2 separate regions of the Callithrix jacchus genome follow, and region 2 is linked to region 1. The links are chromatin contacts, called in public Hi-C maps. All regions are on one chromosome and are shown on one strand. The core of a region is the stretch at or near the end of the contact, and the rest is flanking DNA. Distances in the headings are between cores, read along the strand shown.

Evidence for each region. A called contact is a pair of places that touch in the nucleus more often than the background predicts.
Region 2: a contact with region 1 is called in a Hi-C map of induced pluripotent stem cells, with 2.3 times the contacts expected there. The contact joins two enhancer-like sites.

Annotation. Positions count from the first base shown.
Region 1 is chr19:33,057,764-33,064,845 of calJac240_pri, forward strand. All of the region lies in intron 3 of LOC103789298 (a long non-coding RNA gene), which reads right to left. Among named protein-coding and RNA genes, the nearest start is that of SLC60A1, 26 kb to the right of the region's middle. Within about 2 kb of position 1,863, at least 4 of the 16 cell types and tissues checked have an H3K27ac peak or open chromatin away from gene starts, as enhancers often do.
Region 2 is chr19:33,174,130-33,180,688 of calJac240_pri, forward strand. SLC45A3 (solute carrier family 45 member 3) reads right to left here. Exons shown (of 6, transcript XM_002760723.6): 5 at 5,624-5,889; 6 at 1,318-3,463. The coding sequence ends at 3,026. Among named protein-coding and RNA genes, the nearest start is that of SLC45A3, 24 kb to the right of the region's middle. Within about 2 kb of position 3,087, at least 5 of the 16 cell types and tissues checked have an H3K27ac peak or open chromatin away from gene starts, as enhancers often do.

The sequences.
Region 1 (7,082 bases), core at 613-3,112:
TTCCCCGTGGGCGCCTCTCCCTGAAACCCTTGTGCCTGCGTCTGTCCACGTTCCCTCTGTTTGGACTTCCTTCCTTCCAGCTCCCTGCAGCACCAGTTCCAGTTCCGTCACTGGGCCTTTGGCAAAATCCCTCACCTGGCTGAGACCTTAGTTCTCTGTCCCTACAATGAAGGTGGGCCCTGGATGCCCTCAGAGTCTCATTCTTGCTCCCGGATTTGACATAAACCTGTCTGCTGTCACTTTTGTGTTTTGTATTCCCCACTCTTCTTCTTTCAGACATGCCTCAAACTCCCCTCCTCCAGGAATCCTTCCTTGATCAGCCCCGTGAATACTCCTGTGTGTGCCCAGTTCCGTTGGTAGCCAGGGGACCTATGCTAATGCTGGTGCCAAGGGACCTTGGCTTCCTCATAACCTCCACTGCCCGAAAGGCCACCCAAATACCCACAACCAAAGTAAAAACAGAGCTTAGAATAGAAACAGTGACCCCTTCTCAGTAAGTTCCCCAAGCATTCTCCCAATCCCCAGCCAGACCTACCCCCAGCCAGACAGTCTAGAAATTCTAGCGTCTACACTATTTTGTTTTGTTTTGTTTTGGAGACAGAGTCTTGCTCTGTCACCCAGGCTGGAGTGCAGTGGTGCCATCTCTGCTGACTGCAACTTCCATCTCTCAGATTGAAGCAATTCTGCCTCAGCCTCCCAAGTAGCTGGGTCTACAGGCACATGTCACCAGGCCTGGCCAACTTTTTGTATTTTAGTAGAGACCGGGTTTCACCATGTTGCCCAGGCTGGTTTTGAATTTCTGAGCTTAAGCAATCGGCTCGCCTCAGTTTGGCGTGAGCCACCACGCACGGCCTAGTCCGTAATCTAGGCTTTCAGTGTCTAAGTCTTTTTCTCGTGTTTATGTTGTAAGCTGCCTGGGTTGAAAAGGACCATGCCTTCTAATTCCTGGCTATGACCTCTTTCAGGGACTTAGGGTAATGACACCAGTTGGTGGCCAAGTAATTTTTAAAATAATAATAATAATTATTATTATTATTTTTTGTTTGTTTTTTATTTATTTTTTGAGACAGAGTTTCACTCTTTTGTTGCCTAGGCTGGAGTGCAATGGCATGATCTCAGCTCACTATAACCTCCGCCTCCCAGGTTCAAGCAATTATCCTGCCTCAGCCTCCCAAGTAGCTGGGATTACAGGCGCATGTCACTATGCCTGGTTAATTTTGCATTTTTAGTAGAAACAAGATTTCACCAGGTCGGTCAACCTGGTCTCGAACTCCTGACCCCAAGTGATCCACTCGCCTTGGCTTCCCAACATGCTGGGATTACAGGCGTGAGCCACTGCACTCGGCCAATTTTTTAATAGTTATGAAGGTGCTTTCACGGCCAGCAGCCCATGTTGCCTCACCTTCTGTGAGGGAGACAGAGCATGCACGATTTCCCCACCTCAGTGGATGAGGAAACCCAGGCTCTGGGAGGTTGAACTCCTCGCATATGGTTAAGTGGCAACGGTTGGCCTCCTACCAGACACACCCCTGCCCAAACGCTGCGTACCATAGGTCAGTGACTTTGAACTGCTTTGTTTGCCAGCTGAGGTTTTAATCCGGTCCCGTGTCAGGCCATGAGCAGTGGCCCCGGGGCTGGCAGGAGAGCCAGAATAAGCAGATTTGGCTTCTAATCTGACTCACCCAACTGGTTCAGAATGCAGCCAAATGGGGGAAATTTGGGTGATTTCCCTCCCCCACTTGCTCTCACAGTTGTCCTCTAGCCCCTCTCTGCACTCCTCCCCCCACCCCCGCCACAGTGCTGGGAAAGTATGGGGGGGTGGGGGGCGGGTTCCTAGGAGGATGTGAGCCCATGGACGGGCGTGGGGGCGGTAGGGGGGGATGTTTTTCTCCTCAGCATTGTTCTCCCATGCCCATTGTCTGTGCTGTGAGCAGGACGTCACCAAGTCGCCTGGCAGGCTCTCAGCAGAGCTGGGGAATGTTTCCGGAGCGGACTCACCCATTATGAATGGCTGAAACTTTTTAAAAGCTCTGGCATTTCTTTGGATGGCCAGACTGGAGAGCCAAAGAGAAGGAAGGTCTTGGAGACTCCTGGCTTTGACGCTAAAGGTCCCAGGGACCTTGGCAGACCCATGATTTACCAAGAGGGCCTTTCAGACTGGGCCTGATTCCCAGTGAGGGATTTGGCAATGTCACGTGGAGAGGAAATGGGGGGGGTGCGGGGGGGGTGGATGGAGGGCTCAGCTGGAGGTGTGGAGGGAGTCAAAATTGTATTATGTTTGTTTACAACACATGACCCCAACACGGGACTTGGCATGGCTCACACCTGAGTATGGGAAAGGACCTAGTCACCTTTGAAAGCTTCACTGAGCTCCCCCCAGAGGAAATGGAAAGTCGGAATTGTTTTGAAGCAGGTCAGTGTTTGCCAGTGGGTGAGTAATGCTCAGCGCTCCCAGAGAAAGTATTCCTCTTTGCATCCCTCTCTTTACCACTAGGCTGGGGGTGCCGCCTCTCTGAGGTGTCCCGTGCCTTGCATACATTTCCTCATGGTTTCATTGGTCTTGGGAGGATCAACTCACAGCAAGACCAATAAGCATGTGTAGTAACCCATTTCTTATAGATGAGGAAGCTGAGTTTCACAGAGGCTGAGATTGCACACAGCTACTTTGCGGCAGAGCTGGGACTGCAACCCAGGTCTGTGACACTCCAAAGTCCATGTTTTACGACAGAATTTCTCAAGCATTCATGTGCATAAGCAACGAGTGGGGTGCCGGCTCAGAGTGCAGATTTCTGGGCCCTGTCCCCTCCTCCTCCTAATTCAGCAAATCAGAGTTAGGGGCAGGAATCTGTATTTTTGACAAATAACAAGTGATTCGGAATGGTTGGAGCCCAGGTTGAGAAACACTGCCGTGGGGCTCTGTTTTATGATTTCAGCCAAGAGAGCAGCAACCTGGTCTGAAAACACAGACGCAGCCCAGGGCCCTGCTGAGCCCGCAAGGGGCGGCCCTCTCCCCTCACTCCACCTCCACCTCCAGAGTGAAATGCGGGAGAAGCAGCCCAGTCTCTCAGAAGGCAAAAGGACCCATCTTCAGCCTAGAAAATCTCTCACTGCACTTTATAACATTTTCAACCCCCAAAAGACAAACCTGAACCACACAATCAGGAACATTTACTCATCCCTCAGATGTTTCTGGGCCCCTGCCATGAGTGAGGGGCTGGGACAGATTCCGCTCAGATGGGTGTAAAGCGGGTTTCTCAGAGATGGATGCATCAGGACCCTACTGCTTCAGAATTATCTGAGGGTTTGCTAAGAATTCAGAGTCTTACCCCAAACCTCCAAAGTCCGAATCCCTGGGGGATGAACTCTGTGAATCTGCATTTGAAATTCTCTCCTCAAGCAATTCTGTAGCAAGCAGAAGTTTGACAAGTGGTTTCCTGAGAGTCTGGGAAGGAAAGGAATTGGGAAGACTGTAGCTTAGGGTCTGGTGGGTTAGACCATGGTAAGACACCCAAACTACAACCTCTGTCAGCCAGGAATGCCTGGGGTGTAGCTGTGGATTTGTGGAAGGAGAGCCGCACATGGCACGGGGAGTTCTGGGTTTGAATCCTGGCTGGGCTACTCTGGGATTCTGGGCCAGTGACTTAACCTCACGGAACTCAATTCCTCACATGCCGTATAGGATACTCTAGTCCACCCCCCAGCGTTGCCATGAAGACCCAGTGAGCCTGCCACAGCTCCGAATGAACAGCCCAGGCTGTGCTGGAAGGAGCTTAGTCTGCATGAAACGGCTCTAGGCAATGCCTCCCTTCAGTGGGCTCCTAGCAGTCTTGAGCTGGAGCTGATCCACTTCACTCTGCTGGGGAGCCAAGGGGTGGGTGGGGATGGCTGGTTAGAGTTCAAAATCAGACTCTGGACACATGGGGTGGCCCAGGGTACCCAAAGAGGGTCAGGGGTCAAGCTGTGCCTCAGAAGCCCCTGAAGAAGATAGTATAACCCTGGCAGGATAGCCTCGGGGTTAAGGGCATAGGCTCTAGAGCCAGAGGGTTCAAATCCTGGCTAGACTGTTTGTTAGCTGAGCGACCTTGGGCCACTTACTTCACCTATCTGTGCCTCAGTTTCCTGATGTGTAATATGGAGATGTAAGAAACATACCCATTTCCCTGACACAAGGGAAAAGCCCTCAAAATATGTCATACATATTAAGTATCTAGTAAATATTAACCATTATTGATTATTAATGGAAGGATTTTGTGCATGGAGACTTTTTTTTTTTGAGACGGAATCTCACTCTGTCACTGAGGCTGGAGTGCGTGGCATCACCTCGGCTCACCGCCACCTCTGCCTCCTTGGTTCAAGAGATTCTCTTGCCTCAGCTTCCTGAGTAGCTGGGACTACAGGCGTGTGCCACTATGCCCAGCTGATATTTGCTTTTTTCAGTAGAAACAGGGTTTCGCCATATTGGACAGGCTGGTCTTGAACTCCTGACCTCATGATCTGCTGGCCTTGGTCTCCCAAAGTGCTGGGATTGCAAGCATGAGCCACTGTGCCTGGCCGGGGACTCTTGTAATAGTTGACTTCATAGTTGTCTGTGTCTGTGCAAGGCTGTGTGCCCTCCACGTCCAGGTTTCTCCCTGGCTGCCCTAATCTGGAGATGGTACCGAAAATGGAGCCAGATGTCCAAGTCTTCCAACTGGGATTTATCCTCTTGGTAAATCTCCTGGGATATGAGGATAAGGATGAAAGCAGCGGCAGCCGGATTAGGAAGCATCTGTATTAGTATCTCTTAAACCAAGGCTTTGGAGAAAGCACAGATGGACACAAAAGGAATTCAACACCTGTCCTTCTCTCTCTATTACTTTTTTTCTGAGACAGAGCCTCACCGTGTTGCCCAGGCAGGAGTGCAGTGGTGAATCCTGGCTCACTGCAGCCTTGACATCCCGGGCTCAAGCCATCCTCCCACCTCAGCCTCCTGAGTAGTTACAACTACAGGTGTGCCCCAGCATGCCTGGCTAATTATTTGATTACTTGTAGAGATGGGGTCTTGATATATTGCTCAGGCTACTCCCTAACTCCTGGGCACAAGGAATCCTCCCACTTCCGCCTCCCACAGTGCTGGGATTACAGGTGTGAGCCACTGCACACGGCCTGCTCTTCTCTTCCATTTCCTTTAGGTTCAGCCAGGCATGGTGGCTCACGCCTGTAATCCCAGCACTTTAGGAGGCTGAGGTGAATGGAACACTTGAGGTCAGGAATTTGAGACCGGCCTGGCCAACATGGTGAAACCCTGTCTCTACCAAAAATACAAAAATTAGCTGAGCATGGTGATGCACACCTGTAATCCCAGGTACTCGGGAGGCTGAGGCAGGAGAATCACTTGAACTCAGGAGGTGGAGGTTACAGTGAGCCAAGATCACACCACTGCACTCCAGCCTGGCTGATAGAGCAAGACTCCATCTTGAAAAAAAAAAAGGTTCAACTTTTATGTGGACTTGGGGGCAGGGCTTGGCTAAGAGACAAAGCAGTCTGTGAATTACTGGATCTTTGTATGCTGAGAAACTGGGAAGGAATGGGACTCTCTGCCAGCTCTGCTCTTCTTCATGAATCTGCTAAAAGACAAGGAACCATCTCAAATGCTCTAAGAGGAAAGGAGACAGATTGGGGTTGGGCTCTGCTTCAGTCACTCCCCTGCTCCTGTCTCCTCCCCTCCTGCCCAATTTTCTTCTGGACAGGGGCAGGCAAGAAGACTTGGAAGCTTCCCAGGAGGGAGTGGAAGTGTCAGGATGTGTTACCTGGGCTCCCAGCCCCATTTTCACCAAGATGACTGACTGAATGTGAGAAAAAGCCCTCCTCCCGCCCTTCTCCTGAGGCCAATCAGCTGTCTCTAAGAGCCCCTTCTCCTCCAGCAAGACCCCTGGGGGTTGGTCGGTACCCATCCTTGGTTTGGAAGATGCAGCTCTGTCTGAGGATGCTGCTAAGTCAAGGGCCCTCCTAGTGGGGAGCAAGCACTGCTGCAGGTCTGGCAGAACACCCTGGAAACGGTGATGCACAGAAAGGAGACACCGCGGTGAAGAGAGGACTGTGGCCAACTGTGACTCTCGTAACCCAGCCATCTCACCGAAGGTGGAGGGAGTAAGAAGTGCTTGTGGTCTTTCAGCCTGCACTTGCCAGCACTTGGCACGCCCCCAGAGTCAAGGCAGGCGCCATCCCAGGGCACAGGGACAAGAAAACAAGGTCCCCACCCACCAGGGATCCAGCCCAGTGGGAAACAGTTGGCTACCTGGTCACAAAGGAGGGAGTCACTGATTCTATCTGGAAGGGGGTGACACATGAGCTGCACAGTGGAGACTGGGTTGCATTTCTGCAGGACAGGGGAGAACAGCTAAGGGGCCATGTTCAGAAACCACCAATTCTCCTGTGCGGGGGGAGGATGGGAAATGGTACGGGAGGAGAATGGAAATGCATTGAAGACACTGAGCTTGGTCCTGTGCACCATGTAGGGGAGGGCAACATCTATTATTTTCTTACTGATTATTAGAGTTGATATGTTTATCAGAAAAAAGTAAGAGAAAAACAGGAAAAAGGATAAAGAAGAAAATTAAAATCACTCATGTGCCAACTACCTATAGATAACCACTGTTAGTTAATATTTTCATGCTTTTGTAAACCAAGATGTTTCTGAGCAGGTGTCAATTAATTTAGAGGTTTATTTTGCCAAGGTTAAGGATGCACGCCCAGGAGACAGGTCTGTGCCTGTCTTCAAAGATGATTTTGAGGGCTTCAATATTAAAGAAGAAAGGGTGGATGTTGGTGAAAGAGGAAGAAATTTTTAAAAGGCATGGGTAGATAAGAGGCAAATGGTTCCATTCTTTTGAGTCTTTGATCAGCCCTTCACATGTGAGAGGTGGGTAGAGGACTAGTCACCTATGCATCCATCTAGCCCAGTGAATCTTCATTTTTACATAAGATAAAACAAACACAGGGGCCAGCACAGTGGTTCAAGCCTGTAATCCTAGCACTTTGGGAGGCCAAGGGAGGTGGATCACTTGAGCTCAGGAGTTCGAGACTAGCCTGGGCAACATGGC
Region 2 (6,559 bases), core at 1,837-4,336, 120 kb after region 1:
GAATTTTCCAAATAAAAAAGTTAAATGTAAAACATTTTTTAAAAATAAGGAAAACAAGCTCTTGCATAGGTGTTAACTGAACTGAACTCTTGGACATTTAAGGAACTGGAAAACCAGTTGAGGTTGGAGGCATTGGGGAGATGGCAGGGCAGGGAGGACTCTGAGTTTGACCTGCCTGGCATGAGGGTGGAGGAGAAGGGAAGGGGCATGAACTAAGGCACAGTGAGGTCAAAAGCCTCATTGTGCACATGCCAAGCACATTCCCTATTCCCAAGCTGTGGGTGATGGGTGTTTGTTCCATCTCCTGGCCACACTATGGGGTCTTTTAAAGAAAGTTATTATTTATTTTTATTTATTTATTTTTTTGAGACAGAGTTTCACTCTTGTTGCTCAGGCTGGAGTGCAATGGCGAGGTCTCAGCTTAGCACAACCTCTGCCTTCCGGATTCAAGCGATTCTCCTGCCTCAGCCTCCCAAGAAGCTGGGATTATAAGTATGCACCACCATGCCTGGCTATTTTGTATTTTTAGTAGGACGGGGTTTCTCCATGTTGGTCAGGCTAGTCTTGAACTTCCGAACTCAAGTGATCCACCCACCTTGGCCTCTCAAAAGTGCTAGGATTACAGGTGTGAGACACCACACCTGTCCTATTTTTAAATTTTTTAAATTTTTATTTTTTGATATGGAGTTTGGCTCTGTCACCAGGCTGTTCAGTGGCGCGACCTTGGCTCACTGCAACCTCCACTTCCCAGGTTCAAGTGATTCTCCTGCCTCAGCCTCCCAAGTAGCTGGGATTATAAGCACGTGCCACCACACCCGGCTAATGTTTTATATTTTTAGTAGAGTATATATATTCTAATAAATTATGTAATGTATATTTATTTAAACCTATTTATATTCTAAAGTACATTTTTAGTAGAATATATTTTTAGGGTTTCACCATGTTGGCTAGGCTGGTCTCGAAATCTTGACCTCATGTGATCCACCTGCCTCAGCCTCCCAAAGTGTTGGGATTACAGGTGTGACTCACCCTGGCCAGCCCTACTATGGGGTCTTTTAGAAGGAAAATGCCACCATTGTCCCACACTCCAGACTCTTCCTGATCCCCTCTCCCCAAATCCCATATCCCCCAATCCAAGGTGCAGCACAGCCCCACCCAATTGGCAGTTGACACAAGGAGTGCTGGTTTATGCCTCCACCTGCTGGTGGCCACTGGGAAGTGAAGCTGCCAAAAGCCAAAGGATCCCATGAACTGAGAGTTAAGAACATTGTACAAAGATCTGGTCTTTCCCCCTCATAAAAGAAACACATGCCAATAAACATGTAAGAAAGCCTTTAATTTTATCACCATAAACATTAGACTCTGATTGCTCACATACAGTATAAAATATTTACTCCGCTAAATAAATAAGACAACATTATTGCAAACGGCACTTAAATCCCCTGAGAGATAAGACCTCCTTAGCTCAGGCAGGGGGTGGTCCTGAGTTTCTGTGTGAGATTCCCCAGATATACTCTGGGGGCTGAGATGGACAAAGGCTTGGGAAACCACACTTTGTGCTTCTGGTCCTGCAATAGCTCCAAACAGGGTTGTGGAGCCAGTGGGGAAAGTTGGGGGTGGGGGAAATTTCAGGTAGTGCCTTCATCAGCCTAGTCCCAGGCCAGGCGTGGTGGCTCACACCTATAATCTCAGCACTTTGGGAGGCTGAGGTGGGTGGATAATGAGGTCAGGAGTTCGAGACCAGCCTGGCCAACATAGTGAAATCCCGTCTCTACTGAAAATATAAAAATTAGCCAGGCACGGTGGCGCAAACCTGTAGTCCCAACTACTCGGGAGGCTGAGGCAGGAGAATCGCTTGAACCTGGGAGGTGGAGGTTGTGGTGAGCTGAGATCACACCACTGCACTCCAGCCTGTACAACAGAGCAAGACTCTGTCTCAAAAAAAAAAAAAAAAAAATATCAGCCCAGTCCTAGAAAGAGTAGAGGGGAGAGGAAGTGGGGGGGACCAGGCTGGGCCGAGAGAAGAGGGATGGTTAGGGAAGCTGCTGAGACCTGAAGCCCCACCCTCCACCTTCCTTCCATACCCTAACCTTGGGTAACAGCATTTGGAAAATCAGTTGGAACAGTAGAATTTCCAAGGTCCTGGGTTAGGCATTTTTGGGGGCCAGACCCCAGGAGAAGATTCTGGCAATGATCAGCCCAATGCCCAGCTATCTCAGGGGACCTGATTGCTGGGGATCCCACCCTACCCAAATCTTAGACACCAACACAGAAAAGCTAGCAATGGATTCCCTTCTACTTCGTTAAATAAATAAATTAAATGTTTAAATGCCTGTGTCCCTATGATGGCAACAGAGGGACCAACAGGCCAAGGTGAGAGTTGTGGTGGTGGTGGTGGGGAATCAGCAAAAAGGCAGTGCTGTGGACTGAGGGGACACGGTTCTTGTGTACTGACCCTCAGAACTCTACCCCTGCAAATAACTTTCATACTTTCAAATCCCATGGAGGAGTGTTTCATCCTAGAAACTCCCACACAAGGACTACATTAAATGAAACTGTAAGTTAAGGTGGCTTGGAGGTGGGAAACCAGGTGGCTGAGTTTATTCAGCTCCCAAAACCCTTCTCTAGGTGTGTCTCAACCAGGAGGCTAGCTGTTAACCCTGAGCCTGGGTAATCCATCTGCAGAGTCCCCGCATTCCAGTGCATGGAGTGAATCAAATGCCCTGCCCTTCTGGCCTCTCTGTAGAAGTCCAGACTGAAACCCACTTGGAAGGTGTCCAGTCTGGCAGCCCTAGAGACTGGGAAGAGGGGAAGAGGGGAAGAGGGGAAGAGGGGAAGAGGGAAGCCCCAGCCCCCAGCTGTGCAGCTACACACCTCAGCGCCACAGGGTGGCAGCGGAGAGCCACACTACTTTGGCAGCAACAGAAACTGGTGGCCAGCCCAGCAGCCCCCAGATGGGGCTAACAGGAGTGGGGAGCTGGGACCCAGTGAGGCAGGCCCTCCACCCCAATGTGCTGGAAGTATTCTATACTGAGTATCTGGCCAAGTCGCTCTTGTCAAATACTACCTGTGTAGCAAAGTAAATGGCAACCAGACCCAGGCCTGCGGCAGACACCATATAAGCAGTGACAGACTGGCTGAGCTGGACAATGGAGCCCATGAACAGGGACGGGGCCACCTGGGATAGCAGGAAGGCACTATCCAGAATGGCAAGGTCCAGGCAGATGCCCCGGCCTGGAACCACCCTGGCCTCGGCGGGCTCACCCACCACCACGCGCACAGAGACATCACAGGCAGAGGCCCCGCAGAGCGAGGGTGAAGGTGGGAGCAGACCACTGCCTCCAGCACCCACGTGTCCATTGGGGAAGGGAGCTCCAGGCTTCGGGCCTGGCAGGAAGCTGGTTATCAGACTGTCCTCACTGCTGGTGCCTCCAGCGTCCCCTCGGTATTTGGGCAGGAACACCTAGGGCGGAAGGGTGAAGAAAAGGGGAAGGGGACAGGTGTGTACCCAGCACTAGGACCCCCCCAAATGTGAGAAAAGACCCTCGCCTCCATCCCAGGGTCCAGAAAAACACAGGCAATGGGACTTCATGAGAATCAGGAGCAGGAGAGAAGATGGAGACCCTACTTGGTCTGGGTCTAGCCAAGACCCTTCCTCAGGAATGGGAGAAGGGTAACGGGGCAGGGCAGGGACAAGGGGACAAGTCTGAACCCTGAAGTCTAGGGCTCCTCTAGCCTCTTAGAACAGGTAAGAGGCAGACAAACCCAACACCGCAGGTCAGAAAGAGAACAGAGCTCCAAGGTAAGGAAAAGACGCAGGGAGAATGAAGATGGTGGGAAGAGAGATGCACAGAATAGAGGAAGAAGAGCCAAGGCAGGCCCTGATGGCCCACACCCACGCAGGCTCTCCTAACCTTCTTCCTTCCTGTCTGCCCTCTGCTTCGACATCGGAATTCCTCATTACCCTGTGCATAGAAGCTCTGCCTCTCTGGGGTCCCAGAGGCCACTGAAGTCGCTGCCCTGCCATGAGGTCTCTGTCCCCAGCCTTGAAGCAGGGAGAATCCAGTAGACCCCAAGCAGGCGAAATGCCCCTCTTCCCACCTCCCCCGGCACCAGCTGTGCTAATGTTGAAGGCCTCTCACTTCCTTCCCGCTGTCTGCCTTAGATCACGGTGACTGGTCGAGCACCATCCCCTTGGTCCCTACCCTCAGTGGCCCAGAGCCTCCTATTAAAGGACAAGGCCAGGACTTATCCAACACTATCCCTAGGCCAGAAGAGTTGGGTTGGCTGCATTTGAGAGCTAGGAGCCATGGCAGCGCTCAAACCTGGTACCAGGGAAGCCCGTGGCTCACCATGCAGCGCAAGTGGGCAAAGGAACAGGAGACAGCATGCAGCGGCAAGCCCGCCATCAGCTGCTGTTAGGAAGGGGCCTCCCAGGACTTCTCCCTGTCTGCCACCCCAGGAACGTCCGTGAGGCTGGAGTCTGGAGTGATTCTGAGGACAGACACACTCCTCCATCTGGAGAAGACGGCTAGCTCCAGAACATTCCCTGGCACAACCAGCATGCACTGAGGCCTGGCTACTGATGTCAGCCCCGTCCCCAGCCCAGGCAATCAGAAGAATAGAGGCTGAAGGTTATCAGTGGGCCAACAGGAGTCTCAGGAACCAGGCGCCCCCAACCAAAACCTTAGTCCCTCCCCTCCAGGCCTCCCACCCTGCAGCTACCTACTCAGTTAACCAGCCTCCCATCTGTGAACTTACCTACTTCTCCTCAAGTGCTACGAGGCGCAGGGGCAGGTCTTCCCCACAGTCTGGGAGCTCTGTGGGAGCAGGCCTGCATCTCCGCTTCTCTTGGGACACCCCTGCCCCGCAAGGCAGAGTCCAGCCCCCAGGGTTGTAGCTCAGTGAGGTCAGTGGAGGGGACTAGGGTGACCACACTGCCTGGGTTAGGTGGCTTCCCAAGGAAGGGGGTGCCTGGGGGTTAGTGTGGGGCTGACCAAGAAGGAGGTCCCCACAGCTTACACAGCGTCCAAGCAAGTGGGTTAGGTCTACATCTGGGGAAGTGGAAGAGGATGGAGGCAAAGGAGAGGGGCAGGAAAAGAAAAGGGAATTAGACAGAAAAGAAAAATAAGCCAGAAAGAAAGGGGGCAGGAAGGAGCCTGCCCCATCTCAGTGACCAGAGCAGGACACAGGCTGTCAGGTTGCCACTCCCTGAAAAAAGAGGTGTTGCTAAGGCCGGACCAGTCCCACTCCCATCTGCTGAGGCTGTGTGGGCCAGGGGTCACCTGATCCAGCCCCTGCCTCTTCATGGAACAGCCAGGCTAGAAGCCTAGGGCTCCTGCTGGCCTATCTCTTTGGGATTCCCAGACACGGATTTTGCATTTCCTGCAATCATCCATTCAAGTGCTTCATAGTCCTGACCCCAGGAAGTCATTCCCAGAATCTAATCTACACTCTTCTTCTGCAGCCCAAGCCTCTGGCCCTGGCACTAGGATGAGCTTCCTCTCTGATCCAAAGAAGACTTCTCCAAAGTTGCTTGCCAATACTAGGCTCTTGGCTAGGCGGCCTCCCAAAAACCCAGACCACCCCTCCACCCTGACTCCACCCACCAGCCAATGAGTACCTGCTTCTCCCGGTGGTAGAGGGAGGCCAGTGTGTAGGGCAGGATCTGCAGGGCTGAGAAGGTGAACCCGGTGAGGGCAGCTGAAGCCGTCACCACGGCCACACTGTGGGACAGGCATGTGGCACCGGCAGCCACAGGGAAAGCTGCCACACTGGCCAGATAGACTGCACGGGTGCCAAATCGCTGCACCAGCCGGTCCATGACCAGAGAGAAGACCAGGGAGATGGCGCACTGCAGGAAGAGCCCCAGACTGCCCATCCGCACACCTGGAGAGGGAGAGAGGCTATCAGTGCCTGGGAGGGAAGGGCATGTGCAGTCTCGGGAGAGATGAGAATGTGGGGCCACAGGCACCTGCTGGAGGACACCTGCTGTAGACTAGCCCTGCTCCCCAGTGCCCTTCCCCTTTCTACCTGTAGCAGTGGGAGGCTAGGTTCTTCCACTGGCCCTCAGAGGATGTGGCCAAAGCCACTTGCTAAAGGCAGAGGAAGGGGTCTAAAGGTTTACTGGGAGTCTCAGCTGTGGGGAGAGGAGGGCGAGAGGCAACACAAAGGTAGCTGGGAATAGGCTTCAAGATGCTTCTAGGACGTTTGAACTGGAAGGCGCTGGTGAGATTATGTGGTACATCATTGGGGGAGCAGAGGGCACACTGTGGCTGCAGCCAGGCCGATCTGAAATCCAGCCTTGACTCCTCCACTGCCTCTAGACTTTGAACAAGCTCCGCCTTTCCTTCTGCCAAATTCAGGCAATGACTCTGATCAAACTCCTAGAGCCGCTGGAGGCCCTCCTGAAACTGCAGGCAGAGCTTTTCCACACCCATGAGGAGCTGTGTATGCAGACGGGGTCCATCCCTGCTTTCCTGACGGAGAGGTCGGGGCCAGGATGGAGAAGAAACAGCCCAGACACAGCTCCGAGTGTCCTCTCTGGTACCAGCCTCCG